Linked DNA regions of Oryzias latipes: region 2 is linked to region 1. The links are chromatin contacts, called in public Hi-C maps. All regions are on one chromosome and are shown on one strand. The core of a region is the stretch at or near the end of the contact, and the rest is flanking DNA. Distances in the headings are between cores, read along the strand shown.

The links. Hi-C and Micro-C count contacts between places; a contact is called where the count stands out from the background.
Region 2: a contact with region 1 is called in a Hi-C map of embryo, with 2.1 times the contacts expected there. The contact joins the enhancer-like site here to the promoter of strn4 in region 1. A contact is called at or near these places in 3 of 5 Hi-C or Micro-C datasets (all in embryo).

The regions. Positions count from the first base shown.
Region 1 is chr13:14,850,673-14,857,710 of ASM223467v1, reverse strand. It overlaps strn4 (striatin-4), which reads right to left and starts at 2,687. Exons shown (of 18, transcript XM_011482555.3): 1 at 2,160-2,687. The coding sequence starts at 2,504. It overlaps fkrp (fukutin-related protein), which reads left to right and starts at 3,347. Exons shown (of 2, transcript XM_020708262.2): 1 at 3,347-3,486; 2 at 3,927-7,038. The coding sequence starts at 3,991. The coding sequence ends at 5,589.
Region 2 is chr13:14,903,534-14,910,354 of ASM223467v1, reverse strand. It overlaps prkd2 (serine/threonine-protein kinase D2), which reads right to left. Exons shown (of 19, transcript XM_011482554.2): 9 at 6,761-6,821; 10 at 6,009-6,086; 11 at 5,600-5,912; 12 at 5,474-5,526; 13 at 5,318-5,390; 14 at 5,010-5,116; 15 at 4,236-4,397; 16 at 3,891-3,989; 17 at 3,441-3,708; 18 at 2,189-2,274; 19 at 176-1,637. The coding sequence ends at 1,428. Among protein-coding and RNA genes, the nearest start is that of LOC101161496, 15 kb to the left of the region's middle. Within about 2 kb of position 1,519, at least 1 of the 8 cell types and tissues checked has an H3K27ac peak or open chromatin away from gene starts, as enhancers often do. A contact at or near this core is called in embryo, where this site is marked.

The sequences.
Region 1 (7,038 bases), core at 1,438-3,937:
GGCCGCTTCATCTCAAAGACACAAACGCTTCCCTGAGTTCCACTGCTGTAATCCTCCATTAATCCTTTCCATCACTCTGCTGCATCTTTTAGTGGGTTCCTCCATTACCATCGTGTCCCCTTAAGTGTACAAACATTCAAATGCACCTGAGCTGACCACACAATGTCCCCAAGCATGCACAGTATGTTGCTAACCGTGCAGCATTTAACCAGCAGGGATGGTCGCTGGCGTGCTCAGCATACTGGCAACAACAGCCAACGGCCTGTGGCCTCAGGGTGTTCAAATATAAGCCAGCCTTGCACTTCAGCGAACCCCTCATCCTATCAGCACATGATGCTGTTGTGCACGTGGAGCCGAACCTTGTGCAGCAAAGACCCACTTTGGAAACAATCAGTAGTGCCATGTTGGACCCGACGCTTGCCTGCCTGCCTTGGACTTTCCGTTCCCGCTCTTTGCCGAGCCCACAAAAGCAGCAAGCACGGTCCAGGCAGTTTGTTATTGTTCATTCATTTTTTATCAGGCTACTATTTATAACTTCATGTTTTGAGTCGAGAGCAAAGTGGAAAAGGAAAAAAAAAAAAAAGCCCAATAGAGAGAAGAAAAAAAGCCAATGATATGTCTTCTGTGGTTTTCCTCCCTAGCTTGAGAACTCCATCAGATACCGTTTAGATTCCTGTAATTAAAAACTGAGGGAAGGAAAGCAACATAGGGGATGAAAAAATGAAAAGATGAACACTTCCAAATGAAGGGAACATATCTATGCATGCATTTTATTTCCTTACGTAATTGTGAAATAATTTATTAAGTAAAGCGCTGCCGGGTAATCACTCTGGAGAGCTGTACACTCCAACCTCGCTCTTTTGCTGTTGGCATTTAAGCAAGTATGGACATCAGGGAACTCCGGCCCTGCTATAGGGCATTTTTATGCCACTGAGTCATATATTGTATTCTAAACACTCAGATCGATGGCCTTTATAAATGCACCATAAAGAAGAATGTATGTTGGTGCATTAAAAATAAAACAAAGACAGACAAGCAGAGACTATGATTTAGGACTGGATGATAATATATGTTAAAAGTGTGGGGCAGATGGACCTGAAAACTGCTCCATCGTATATATTTCACTGTTCCAGACAACAAAAACGTATGCAATCGTATGTAATAACAAACATAACTCTGGCCAAGATTTGAATCCTTGCTAAACTATTTTTAACGCACCATAACAAGCCAAGCTGACTTTAAGTTAATTATTTAAGGGTTTGATCTCTAATAAGACAACAAATTCCATTTTGACAAAAAGAAACCATGCTTTCTGATACAAAACAACATAAAGCTACATTTTTGTATAAAGTAGAGGTCGTAATAAAGGCATTGATAAAATCCTCTCCAACCCTAAAGCTAAATTACCACAATTCCAGACAATATGATAGATTTACACTGAAAAAGATCATTTCAATTGGTCAAATATGTGAACTATTTTTGTTTAAAAAAAAATTGTTATTTTTAAGCAAAAAAAGCATTCTACACTGCAAAAATAAACCCTCTAATAATAAGCCAAAAACAATGTTAAAACTGTTCTTTAAATAAGTGATAAAATAATAAAAAGTCTGCCAATGGCAAAGAAAAGTGAATTCTAAGAAAAAAATGTTGTTCAGCCAGACATGTTTTATTAAAATAAGATTATAATACTATTGAAACACTTTCTTGAGATTATTATAACAAGGCTCTTTTTATTTTAAGTTTTTGTAGGGTCATTGCTTTAATTTAAAAAATCTAAATCTTAGTCATGATGAAATTCAACCTTTCTTGATATTAAATGGTTGTTTTTATAGATAAAAATAAAAAAAAATATTAGATTTGTTTAAGTAATTACACCTAATTGAACGTATGAAAGGGGTTTTCCTGTGACTTCCTTATGGAGAGCAAACACTGGACCACATCTCTCTGCAGCCAAACTGTAAACATCTTCAAAGACTCTGGGATGTTATGTTAGCACACATTAGCATGCTGCTGTCATGAAACAACATGACAGCAAGGCAAAGGGGCTTTTATTTCACATTCATGGGTAAAATGAGTCCAATAAGGCTCGCAGTTTGGGTTACTCACCTCAACTCGGCAATATTGCAACTAACAAAAAGTTAACGAGAAGACATATTTACCCTCAGCTCGTCCCTCTCAGCCTCCCAGCGGTATTTCTCGGCCTGGAAACGTCCCCACTCGTACTGGATGAAATGCAGGATCCCGGGGAGCGTCAATCCCGAGTCCCCGTCCTGCGTCTCCTGAGGCGGCTGCGACGACCCGGGGACGGCCCCCGCTGTTGCCGCCGTGGCTGCAGCTGCCATGGCCCCACTCACGGCAGCTGATGTCGCCGGGCATTGTGATGCTTTGGGCCCATTAGGGTTGCGCCCCGCTCCAATGCTGCCACTGCCGCTACTATTGCCGCCGCCGCCGCCACCGCCTCCGGAGTTCGGGTTTGGTCCTCCGCCTGATCTGTCCGCCTCCATTTTACCCGTTCAACCTTCAGCCAGGATAAGGGGCTGGAGAGGGGGAATAATGCAGCAGCGAAAAATAACTAAAATAGAAACCAGTGTCCCCTTTTTATCCAACTATTCTTTACTACAAGCTACCTTCAATTCTTCCTTTCTAAGACGACAAAGTAAAATCACAATTCTCTCGGTAAAATACTACACTTCCGCTTTGGAGTTTTCAGATTAAAAGACAAAATTTCCACAAATTTTCCACAATGTAACCTTAAGAAAACATTTAACTGTGAAACTTACGGTGGTATATAAAAATGATTTCAAACCAATGGAAATACAAAATATGTCTTGTTACTTATGACTGTTGTCACTGTTCTGTTTTAAGCTATTATTTTTGCTTTTTTTGGGAACTGTTTCCTGCTCGACATGTTTGCCATTGAAAATCCGTGAGCGACTGACAAAAAAGAGACGTTTTCTGTGGTCCACAATGAGCGAGTTACCCAGGCGGTTGATTTCCTGCCATTTTGTGAGCCGGACTATTTTAAGACATTAATTTTCCACCAAGACAATCAATATATTTATTTCCGACTTTAACTTTATTTTAAATCCACTTGTCAGTAGCCACTTCATAAAACGTAACTAAGTATTTACTCTTCTTGAAATTATAGCATAAAACAAACAAACAAATAAATTCTAGTATGTACTGAGTCAATAAGATTTTACAATTGTGAAACATTAAAATGTTTTTTTTTTCACGTAACCTAATTAAATCACCCATCTGGTAGTATTCCGAGCAGATGTTTGACTCTAGTAAACGATAGAAATAATAAAACGGGATCATTGGAAAATATCACTTTATTTTGAAAGCCTTGTACCGGAAATGACGCTGCTTCTGTAAGAAGCAGACAGTATGCTAGCGTGATGCTAAGGGTTTGTAGGGGTAATTTAAGGTTGAATGTTTATTAAAAGTCTTACAAATGGCACGATGTTATTTTCATCAGATTGTGTACGTTAGTTTTTAATATTATACGATTTTAGATGACAGTTGTACAAAAAGAAATATATAATACATGTCAGCATTTGTTTCTGCAGCTACCGACCCGGTCCGGTTTGTTGTTATAACAAGCTGTGTGAATGGGACCACAAATGCCGCTGCAGTACGCTTTCTAAAGCCGATGTCATTGGCAGAGCTCTTGAAAACCTTCCGATAAGTGGCGCAGGTTGTGATCACACCATGTTCTGCATGTAGTGATGCAGATGCATCAAAATAAGGTTAGATTCTGGATTTTTGCAGCTGCATTAAGGATGTGTTCACTACATGAATGTTGTTTTTTTAATTATACCTCATGTGCAGGCTGTAGGACACATGTGTTTATTGTTTGTTACACGATAAGTGAAATATACTTATGTATTTCTTTTCTTTTGTTATATTTTCCCCTCATCCAGGAGTCCACATGGGGACTATAATAAACCAGCAAACTCAAGTTGAATTCTCGAGTTATTAGCTGCCATGCGTATTAGTTTCTGCCAAGGCCTGCTGACTGCTGCTATCGTCCTGAACCTCCTGATACTCTACTATGTATCTCGAGCCCAACAGCAGATGATGGAGAAGAGGAAAGAGCTTGGACGAGGATCCAGAAGGGCTATCCTTCCAGCCTCGGGGCTCGGAGGAGGTCTGGTGGCCGTTGGGGGGGCTGGAGGTGATCGTGGATTGGTCGGAGTCGAAGGACACGGTCGAAGTGCAAGAGTGACTGTTCTGCTCCGAGAGTTTGAGAACTTTGAAAACTTTGTGGGAGATGTGGCAAATTCTTTCCTCCATCAGCGTGCTGACCTGCCCTTCCTGGCCGTGGCTGACGTGCCTCCATATCCTCCTTTGGTGCTTCCCGACGGCGCCCGGCTTCTTGTGCTCTCCCCCAGCCCGGACCAGCCGCCCCAAGCTCACAGGCCAGAGTTTCATGTCCAGACAGAGTTTGTGTTTCTGGTCCCTGATGGGGTGGAGCTGGAACAACCTCGGGTGATAGAGAGGCTCATCAGGGAGCTAGAAGGCGAGGGCGGGGGTCCTGTGCGGATGGTAGCTGCACCCGTGTTGGTCCGGTCCGCCGTGCAGTGTCTCCACCTGCGAGTGAACCTCAGGGAGTGGACGGCCACCTACTCGCCGGCGGCGTCTGGAAGCAGTGGGAGCGTCTGTACTGCATTACAAGGAGATGCTGTGGTCCTGATGCGCACAGAGGATCTCTTTAACCTCTCTGTCCCTCTGGGCCGCCCTCTTTTTCCAGCACTTTTCATCCAAACTGCCCTGAGGGGTTGGAAGGTCAAACTGCTGGAAAGCCCTTGTTTTTCAGCAACCCACCGTCCACTTTTCAGCTCCGCACACAACCAGTGGAAAGCAGACACTCGAATGAAGGAGGCTACAGGCAAGCTCATGAAGGGTTTTGGTGTAAAGCGCCTCCTGCTGTCTGATGGGAAGGAGCAGTGGTTTGGCTGTAGTAAAGAAACCCCCCGCTGCTTCGGCACTGTACAGGATGACACCCCAGACTACCTTTATTTAGAGCGCTGGACACCCCCTTGCTGCTTGCGAGCGCTCAGAGAAACCACAAAGTACGTCATCAACATCCTGGAGAGTTCTGGCGTGCGCTACTGGCTCGAAGGCGGTTCTCTGCTCGGGGCTGTTCGCCACCAAGACATTATCCCGTGGGATTACGACGTGGACCTGGGGATCTATCTGGAGGATGTGCCCAACTGTGATCATCTGAAGAACCTGGATTCGGGCTCTCTGGTAGATGCTAATGGTTACGTGTGGGAGCGCGCTGTGGAAGGAGACTTTTACCGAGTCCAGTACAGTGAGGCCAACCACTTGCACGTTGACCTCTGGCCTTTCTATTCGCGCAATGGCGTCATGACCAAAGACACATGGACAGACCACAAGCAAGATGTGGAGTTCCCAGAACATTTCCTGCAGCCGCTGGTGCCCATGCCTTTTGCCGGCATCACAGCTTTTGGCCCCAACAACCATAAAGCTTTCTTGGAGCTCAAGTTTGGGGAGGGGGTGATTGAGAACCCCCAGTACCCCAACCCAGCTAAAAAGAGGCTGGACAGAAGCAAGTTATGAGTGTAAATAAACTTTTGCATGAACTTTTACTGCGGAATTGTCCAAAAAAAAAAAATCTTCTTTAGGTTGTCTTCAAAAAATGTTGCCACAAAATCCAACAAAAATGGTGCCAGGATGACTGCTGATATAACAAAATTCTTTATTAGCAAAAATTATTCAATTATATTTTTGTTTTTACGTGTTTAATTGTGTGGTTTTTCTCCGTTGGGAGGCTTTTACTGCATACTTGAAAAATGTCAGTCCAAACTGAAGTGTATGTTTACGCAAACGGAACTTGTTTTACTGTATTATGTGTGTAAGAAAGTGTTTAAAGTTGAGAAATAAATTAAATTATTCCGATATTAGTTTTTACATTATAAGCTGAGAGGTATAAAGCTGTTACTAACATTGCCACCAAATATTTTAAAATTTGTCAATAATGTTGCCTTTTGTCCAGACTGCCTCTTTTTTTATATTTATTTGATCTACACACAGTTTATGAATGTTATACCAAAACCGTTTGGTATTAAGTATTTCTATGAACGCATTTGCAAAACGAAAAGAGACGTGTTGATGTGCAAAAAAATCCATAGCTATTATACAGAAGACCATGATAAAAAAAAAAGAAAGTGTGCCAGACTTTGGTGTTTCATGTTGTGGGTTTTATATGCTACAATTTACATTTCAGTACCAATTTTCCATTCATCTTAGTTTTATTTGCCTTTTTAGGCCACATTTTATGTTTAAATGTTTTGGAATGTAGTCATAATAATACAACCAGTATTCTGATTTGGCCTAGGTTTCCCATCTCTATTTATAAAGAGGGTCTCAAAGCTACATTTTGTCCTTTTTTTCTTATTGTAGTGTTTTTATTTTTGTTTGTTTCGTCTCTTGTGGATCTTTGTAACAGGCCTTTTTTAACTCATTAATACCTCCAAACTTGTGTTGCATATGGAACCTGTGTATGCAAACCTGTGTTTGGCTCAGGTGGTAGAGCGGGTCGTCCAGGAACCGAAAGGGTTGGCGACTCGATCCCTGCTCTCTGCAGCCAGCTGTCGGCTCCCGAGCGCGGCACGTCTGCAGCTCACTGCTCCCCAAGGGGATGGGTCAAATGCGGAGAACAATTTCAAATAAAAGTAGAATGTATTATTTAGTTATTAATGTATGTTCTTACTAAGCTCAAATGTTTTGCAACTTGCACCTGATAAAATGGGAGGAACTGCTCTGTTTGAAGCTAAGAAACCGTTTTTATGTCAGTCAAAAGTCTGCAGAAAAATACCAAACTTCTCTTTATCTCCGGTGAATTAAAAAATAATCATTTTACTTCTATTACTGGCTGTGACACACGGAATTTAAAAAAATATTTAATTGTAAAAAAACAAATTAAAAAGCATCGTTTTCAATTTGTCGTGAGGACTGGTCAAATTAGTGTCAAAGTGTACCCTGTTCTGAACACTAGGTGGCACAACA
Region 2 (6,821 bases), core at 270-2,769, 54 kb before region 1:
AACATACAGTAAGTTTACGACTTAAAACACATATAGGAGTGTGAGCATACATGATTAATGACCGCACACATCTCAGTACCCAACCTTACAGCTAGAGAGGACTCCAGACTTATTGAAAGGAGATGAGGAGTACACATCCTCCTAATCGTTCAATAAAAACCCCAAAACCAACAGGGAAGTGTTGAAAGTTTGTATTATCTGCTGTAAAGGTCAGGGTCATCCATCAAACTTGTTGAACACAATCTAAACATTTTGATAAGTACACACATTTCGGGTTACATATTTTTATAATGGAATAACATAACAAACTCAATGCTGAATGACCTATCTAGAAAGTTTTGCTTCATGGAAACATGCATTCTGACACTATAAGGAACATTACTAAACAAAAACAAAAAAGCATCTACTTTAGCAATTCCAAGCTGTGCGTTTAAGCCATGCGATCCCGAGAGGAAGGTAAGATGAAGTCTGCAGTACAAACAAATTTGAAACAGTTAAAGATGTGTGTTTCAGTGAAATACTTAATGTCTAACTTGGGAAGAAGTTAGCACCTTCAGCACAATAGAAGTCACTGTCACCAGCCTGAAACATCTATGATTTTATATCTATAGGCAAAACTGTTTTGAAAACAAAAATGTTAATGTTAACGCCCCAGTTTCATCTTTGATAACTTACATTTATCAAGGAATCTACGTTGCTACAACTTAGGACAAATAACTGGAGAAGAAGCTTGTGCTGCATTTTTTGGCAAAATTTTACGGGACTGCATTTGAAAATATAGATGGCTTTGTCTGCATGCATTTACTTATATAAAAAGGAGTTCTCTTGTCATTGTAAAGAGCCCCATCTCTTGAAACCTGTGGTGGGGGATATCAGAGCTGTGTATTGACAGCAAACAGTAAGAAAGCCTGCAATTGTAATCAGCCCACAAGAGCTTTCATGTGTCTAGTCTATTGCATGTAGAGAAGAGACACCCACAGCTCTTTTTGTGGTTTGTAGTGAGCTGCTGTTTCAAGCTTCACCTAAAGAGGCATATCACAGTTAGAGGAAGTGAACACACCACCCTTGCTTTCTCGTGAAAAACACAAATATGAAGTTCAACTTCATTTTCTTTTGGGGGAAAAACTGCCAGTCCATGGAAAGAAAAGATCCCATATAAAGTCAGGCTGTTCAAAAGATAAAAGGCGAGCTGTAACAGGCGAGGTAAATGGTTGAAAGACATTCTGAGGACTTTTAGATTGCCGAAAAGAAATTGGATTTATAATATAAAAGTGGCACAAAGCAGATTTTCAGCCTAGGGTGCCTAAACAGCTCTGCAAAATTCTTACTACAATCCAATGGTTCTGCCACTCCTTGTTTCTGTGTCTCAAGGTAAACCATAGTAATCCTCTACTTCCTTTCTGAATGAGTCCTTGGTCTCTCTGTGTTCAGAGAATGCTGACCCTGTCTGTGAGGCCTTGCACATCTGCATCATCCCCACCTTCCTCAGCAGTAGGAGGGGGAACAAGGTGAGTAGGATAGGGCATGTTTTGCTCTTGGGCATACAACTGCCAACGGCTGTCATCGCTCTCGTGGGTGATGTAACGCTCTCCAAGTTTGGTCTCCAGCTGTCGCAAGTCCAGCCACGTCTGGTAGTCCTGTGAAACGAAGTACAAACATTAGGGTGAAATTTCAGTTTAAAAGGCCATGAAATTGGATCGATATAAGAGAAGCTTTCGTGGTTTTGATGAGCCCACAGAGGACCATCCAGTAATCACTTTAGGATAGTGCCTGCTTGTCAAAGAGCTGACATAACCCGAAAATTGCAAATAGAATTTTCATCCAGTTAAGGCTGTAGTGGCAGAGTAAGTTACAAAAAACAAACAAAAAAAACAAACAAAAAATGCTCAAAACTGTTTAGCATCTATTTTCTCAGTTACAACTTCACAGAGTTGAAGAGTGTGCTCAAATCTGTTTCTTTCTTCATGAGGCAAAGACATTACTGAGGCATTCTCGCGATCTTAAGGCCCAGCTTTGTCTATGTGATAGTGTCTGCGGAGCGCTGCTGCATCCTTTATCTCTGATGAGGGATTACAGCTGCACTGAAAGCATGACGAATTGTCTTTGAGGCCAAAGGAAATCTTCACTTTTGATAAATATGTCTGAATAGTGTGCCTGTTTGAAGATGTGAGTGGTTTATTTGCAGTACCTGTAAATACGTGTGACTGAGACTTTTGTCTACACTGTAGCGCTTCCTCATCTTCACTTGCAGCAGATTGTTGATCAAGTCGATTGCTGAAAAGAAGACATTATGCCCATCATTTATATTTAAATCAATCATACACAAAAGAATTATAATTCTGTGCATATATGCATATATGCACAGATAACAGAAAGCTGTTAATGTTCCTTGCCAGGTTTTAAAATGAATAATATGACTTTATGTTATAAAAAGGCAGGCAAAGTGATGTGTACAGTTTTCATCAAAATGTATAAAAATAAATAAATTAAAAAAAACAGTAGCCAGTGGGAGCTAATTAAAATTCACTTGATTAGCTGATAATCATGGCTACCTCAATTAAAGGTTTGGCTGCTTGACTTGTGGGAACTGTTGCTGCCTGTCTGTCTTTCTCCGTGAGAAACAAAACATTCTTTCGTTTGCAAAAGTGAACTTCCAAACAGGTCAGACCACAAAATAAGGTTACCTAAATCCTACTTGCTGCGTATGTTAGATATGTCACGCACATTACTGCAGTTGATGAGGTTGAAGATTGAATCAGCGGAACTTTTTTCTTATAAAGCCTATATTTGCACTGAAAAATGTCAAAAACATTTACCGTATTTAAAAGAATTAATTTTATTCAAAACACCTTTTAGGACCATCAAAGTCACTGTACTAAAACACAACAGGTAAAATAAATTAAAAACATCTTTAAAAACAAAACAAATGGTGCAAATGAAATTATATTTTAAGATATCGCATTGTTTCTGCTGTTTTACATTGAGTTTGTCAAAAAAAAGGGTTTCTGATTGTGTGCAGCAGCACTACGGATATTATTGTTAGTTCATTTTAACACATGGTAATGGAACAAATGATTATTTATTGTTTCATAATGGCTGTGTTTAGTTTTTCACACCATAGCTATAGCTTTTTTGTTTACTTTTAATGAGGCAGAACAAGCAAAGTCCTTTGTTATTAATATTGATTCAACACAACTAAAATTTCATGATGTCGTGTGTTTACCATCTACTATACAGTGTAACAGTATGTAAACACTGGTTATATCATAATTATATGTGCATATAATTATGCTGTATTGTTAAAAATTGTTATCACGTTGAAGTTATTTAACAAAAACGTGACTTTCAGCTAAAATAAAATGTTTTCTTTTTATATTTAAAGTATTGTATCTCTGTATTAGTCTACAAGAGCTTCCTTCTTCACTGGGATCTCAATTTACCATCTTTGGAGATCTGCTTCCAGGGGTTGGGAGGGTACATGAAGGCTGCATTGTGGATCTGGTCGTTGATGTCTTCATCTTCATTAAAGGGGAATGTACCACTGAGGCTGACGTACATTATGACCCCCACTGACCACATGTCTAATGAGCGGTTGTAGCCCTGGTTCAGCAGGACCTCTGGGGCCAAGTAGGCGGGTGTGCCCACCACAGAGCGACGGAAAGATTTCTCGCCAATAATGCGAGCAAAACCAAAGTCGCACAACTTGACCTATGACAGATGAAGATGACGATTAGCAATAACATAGTTCAAATGAGTGGAAATAAATGAAGATATTTGCATTAAAACGGATTTAAAAGAAGACACGTTCGAGGGATCGCACACAAGGGTGTGAAATACCGCACTTCAGGCATAAAAATGAGAATGGTGGCAGATGTGTGTTGTGCAAATACCTGTGGGAAAGGATCTGCAGAAGCGAGCAGGACATTCTCAGGTTTTAGATCACAATGAACGATATTCTTGAAGTGCAGGTGCCTGAGGGCTAAGAGAATCTGCATGCACATTTGCACACGAATCCCCCAAACACAGGTCTGAATTAGTTCCAGGAAGCAACATGTGACATTTATTTATATGCCACACTGTAAAGTAGAAAACCTGATGCCAAGAACTGCCATATCAAGACGTTTTACCATTAACTTTATCAAACATATGTACATTAACAACTACTTGCCTTTGCACAACAACTTAGGAAATATGACAACACATATTTGGCTTGTTTCTTTGGGGCGCATACACACCTGTGTGATGAGAAATTTAGTGAGTCTTTCAGGCAATCTGCCTTTCTCACTGGAGAGGATCATCTCCAGCATGTCCCCATGCAGCTTCTCCATCACCACAAACACCTTCTCTGGGGTTTCAAACATGCACTCCAGGTTCACGATGCCCAGGTGGCGTAAACTCTGAAAGATTTTAAAAGCAGGGCAGAGGATTAAAAAAAAGGTCGTTTTTGGATCATGTTCAGGATGTGACCCTACAAAAACAATTGTGGCAGTAATTACAACTAGTATGACATAAAAAAACAAAATGGGTTGCATTTAATACTCATAACAAGTATTTACATTTAATTCATAAAAAGACTATTTAAATAAAAAAGAGATAGGAGCAACACAGATACAGGCTGACGTTCCTCTGTCTCCATCTGCTGGTTTTTCTGGACACACCACAGAGGACCAAAGCAGTTCATGAATGATCAAAATGTTTTTGATTCACCACAGTAAACTACACACAAAAAATAACTGTCATACTTACATATCTTTACATTTTAAAATGATAACGTAATGTTGGTGTATATATATGTATAGATAGATAGAGAGAGAGAGAGACAGACAGACAGACAGACAGATAGATGGATATTGATAGATCTTGTCAATTGTTTACATACATACACATGGATTTTAACAGAGGATCATTTTTGAAATCTTTTCTCTGAGACAGTGTCTATGGTGTCTGTGCAGTCGTCGTCTGGTCAGGTAGTGCTGTCAGTTGTGCACATTCTTAGCAGGTATGTTTACCTGCAGGATGGCCACTTCATTTCTCAGCTGGCTTTCTTGCTTGGTGGGAAATCGAAGCTTATCTATGACTTTGACAGCCACATCTCTTCCTGTCTTTCTGTGCTTCCCTGAAAAATAAAAAGACTGCTAGTACTGGTAATATGACAGCCAACAAAAATTCAATTTGTGATGCTTTTAAAAAACTTCTCTAATGCTAACATTTTATTTAACAAATAAATATTAGAAAACAAGCTCTTTGTTTGGGTTGGACTTTTTTTGTCAAAGTGACAAAACCTACTAACTTAACATCACTTTACATGCGAACATACCTCCATAAACCACTCCAAACTGCCCAGATCCCAGCACCTCATCAGCAAAAATCTGGTAAACCGTGCCAATATCCTGCACAAAAATATTGAATTACTTATTATGTACTTTAAAGAATCCAAAAGATAGATAATTCACTGCTAAAGTGAGTGCCATACCACGTTCTCTTGGATTTGACTGTTGGACACAGATATGCTGATGGAGGCTTGTCCTAAAACAGCAAACACAACAGTTCATACAACACTGGGTTCAAATGTGTGTATTTTCAATGTGTTTGAACTTACTGTGTGGCGTGTTTCCCTGAGCCGGTGGTGCATCCTGAAAAATGACTGGCATGAGGGCCTGGCGAATGACCCCCTCCCACGACTTTGCTACCTCAAGCCCAATCCCGCTGTTGGGCGCCACCTGGCTGGGGGACGGTGGCGTCTGTGGAGGAATCTGAGGGTGGCTTGGAGCCACAGATGACTGTGTGACCTCTCCAACAAAGTAGCGCACTGTGCCTGTGATGAGCTCGAAGCAGTGAGGGTTGGTGCCTTGTGGGGCAATTGTGAAGTCACTTGCAGGGTGCACCTCCAGAATTTCAGACAAGGGAATCTCCTACAAGACCCCAGATGCAGATTAGAAAACAAATGAGTGAAGACTTCACCTCTGTGACTTAGTTTCATAGTTTGTGGTAAGCTGTACTTCACATACCTTGTAATATTTGTTTGAGTTATTGTTCTGGAAGAGGATGATGCACTTACAGTCCAGACGCCAGTAGTGCCTCTTCCTCTGAGGAGGAGGAGGGTGGAATTAAAATGGGATAAATAAAAAGGTAAAAAGGGCACTAAAAGAAGCAATGGAGACAAAAATGAAGGAGTAGGGAGGCATAAAATGCTAGAACCTCAGGATCTAAGAGAAAAGAAAGAGGAAAAAAGAAAGAGAATTTATGCTACAGAATGCAAAGGTCAAAGTGAAAAGGAATAGAATTGATCATGAAAAACAGAAAAAGAGTGTTAGGGTAGCCAGATAGAAAATAAACATGGAATATAATGTTAACAGTTTCTAAAAGGTCAAATATAGACTTCATCCAAGAAAAAATGAAAATTCTGAACATTGCCTTTTAGACCAAATTCATCACATATTTTCTGAGAGCCGTTTCATTATTTAAAGGTCAAATTTATTGTGAATGTCCAGATTATTTCACTGACACACAACACTTTTGCACAAATTGTTAAAGAAGCAATAAAAGCAAAGAGCAAAGGATCAAGGCTTAAACAGCTGCAGGGGAAGAAGCGGGAGGCCTAAAACAGCTGTGTTTAGTTTCTAAGTGAATATAAATGGGAAGAAACAAAGCAAAGCTTACAGAAACTTTTGTATTACTAAAAGTCTAAATTACTGTAGATAAAAATGTTAAGGCACATAAAAATGATTTTGGTTTAGTGTAGGAGAGTGTGATGAGTTACCAGTGTGTCCTTATTAGTGTAGTGAACCATCCATCCTTCCTTGATTGCTGTGCTGGACCGC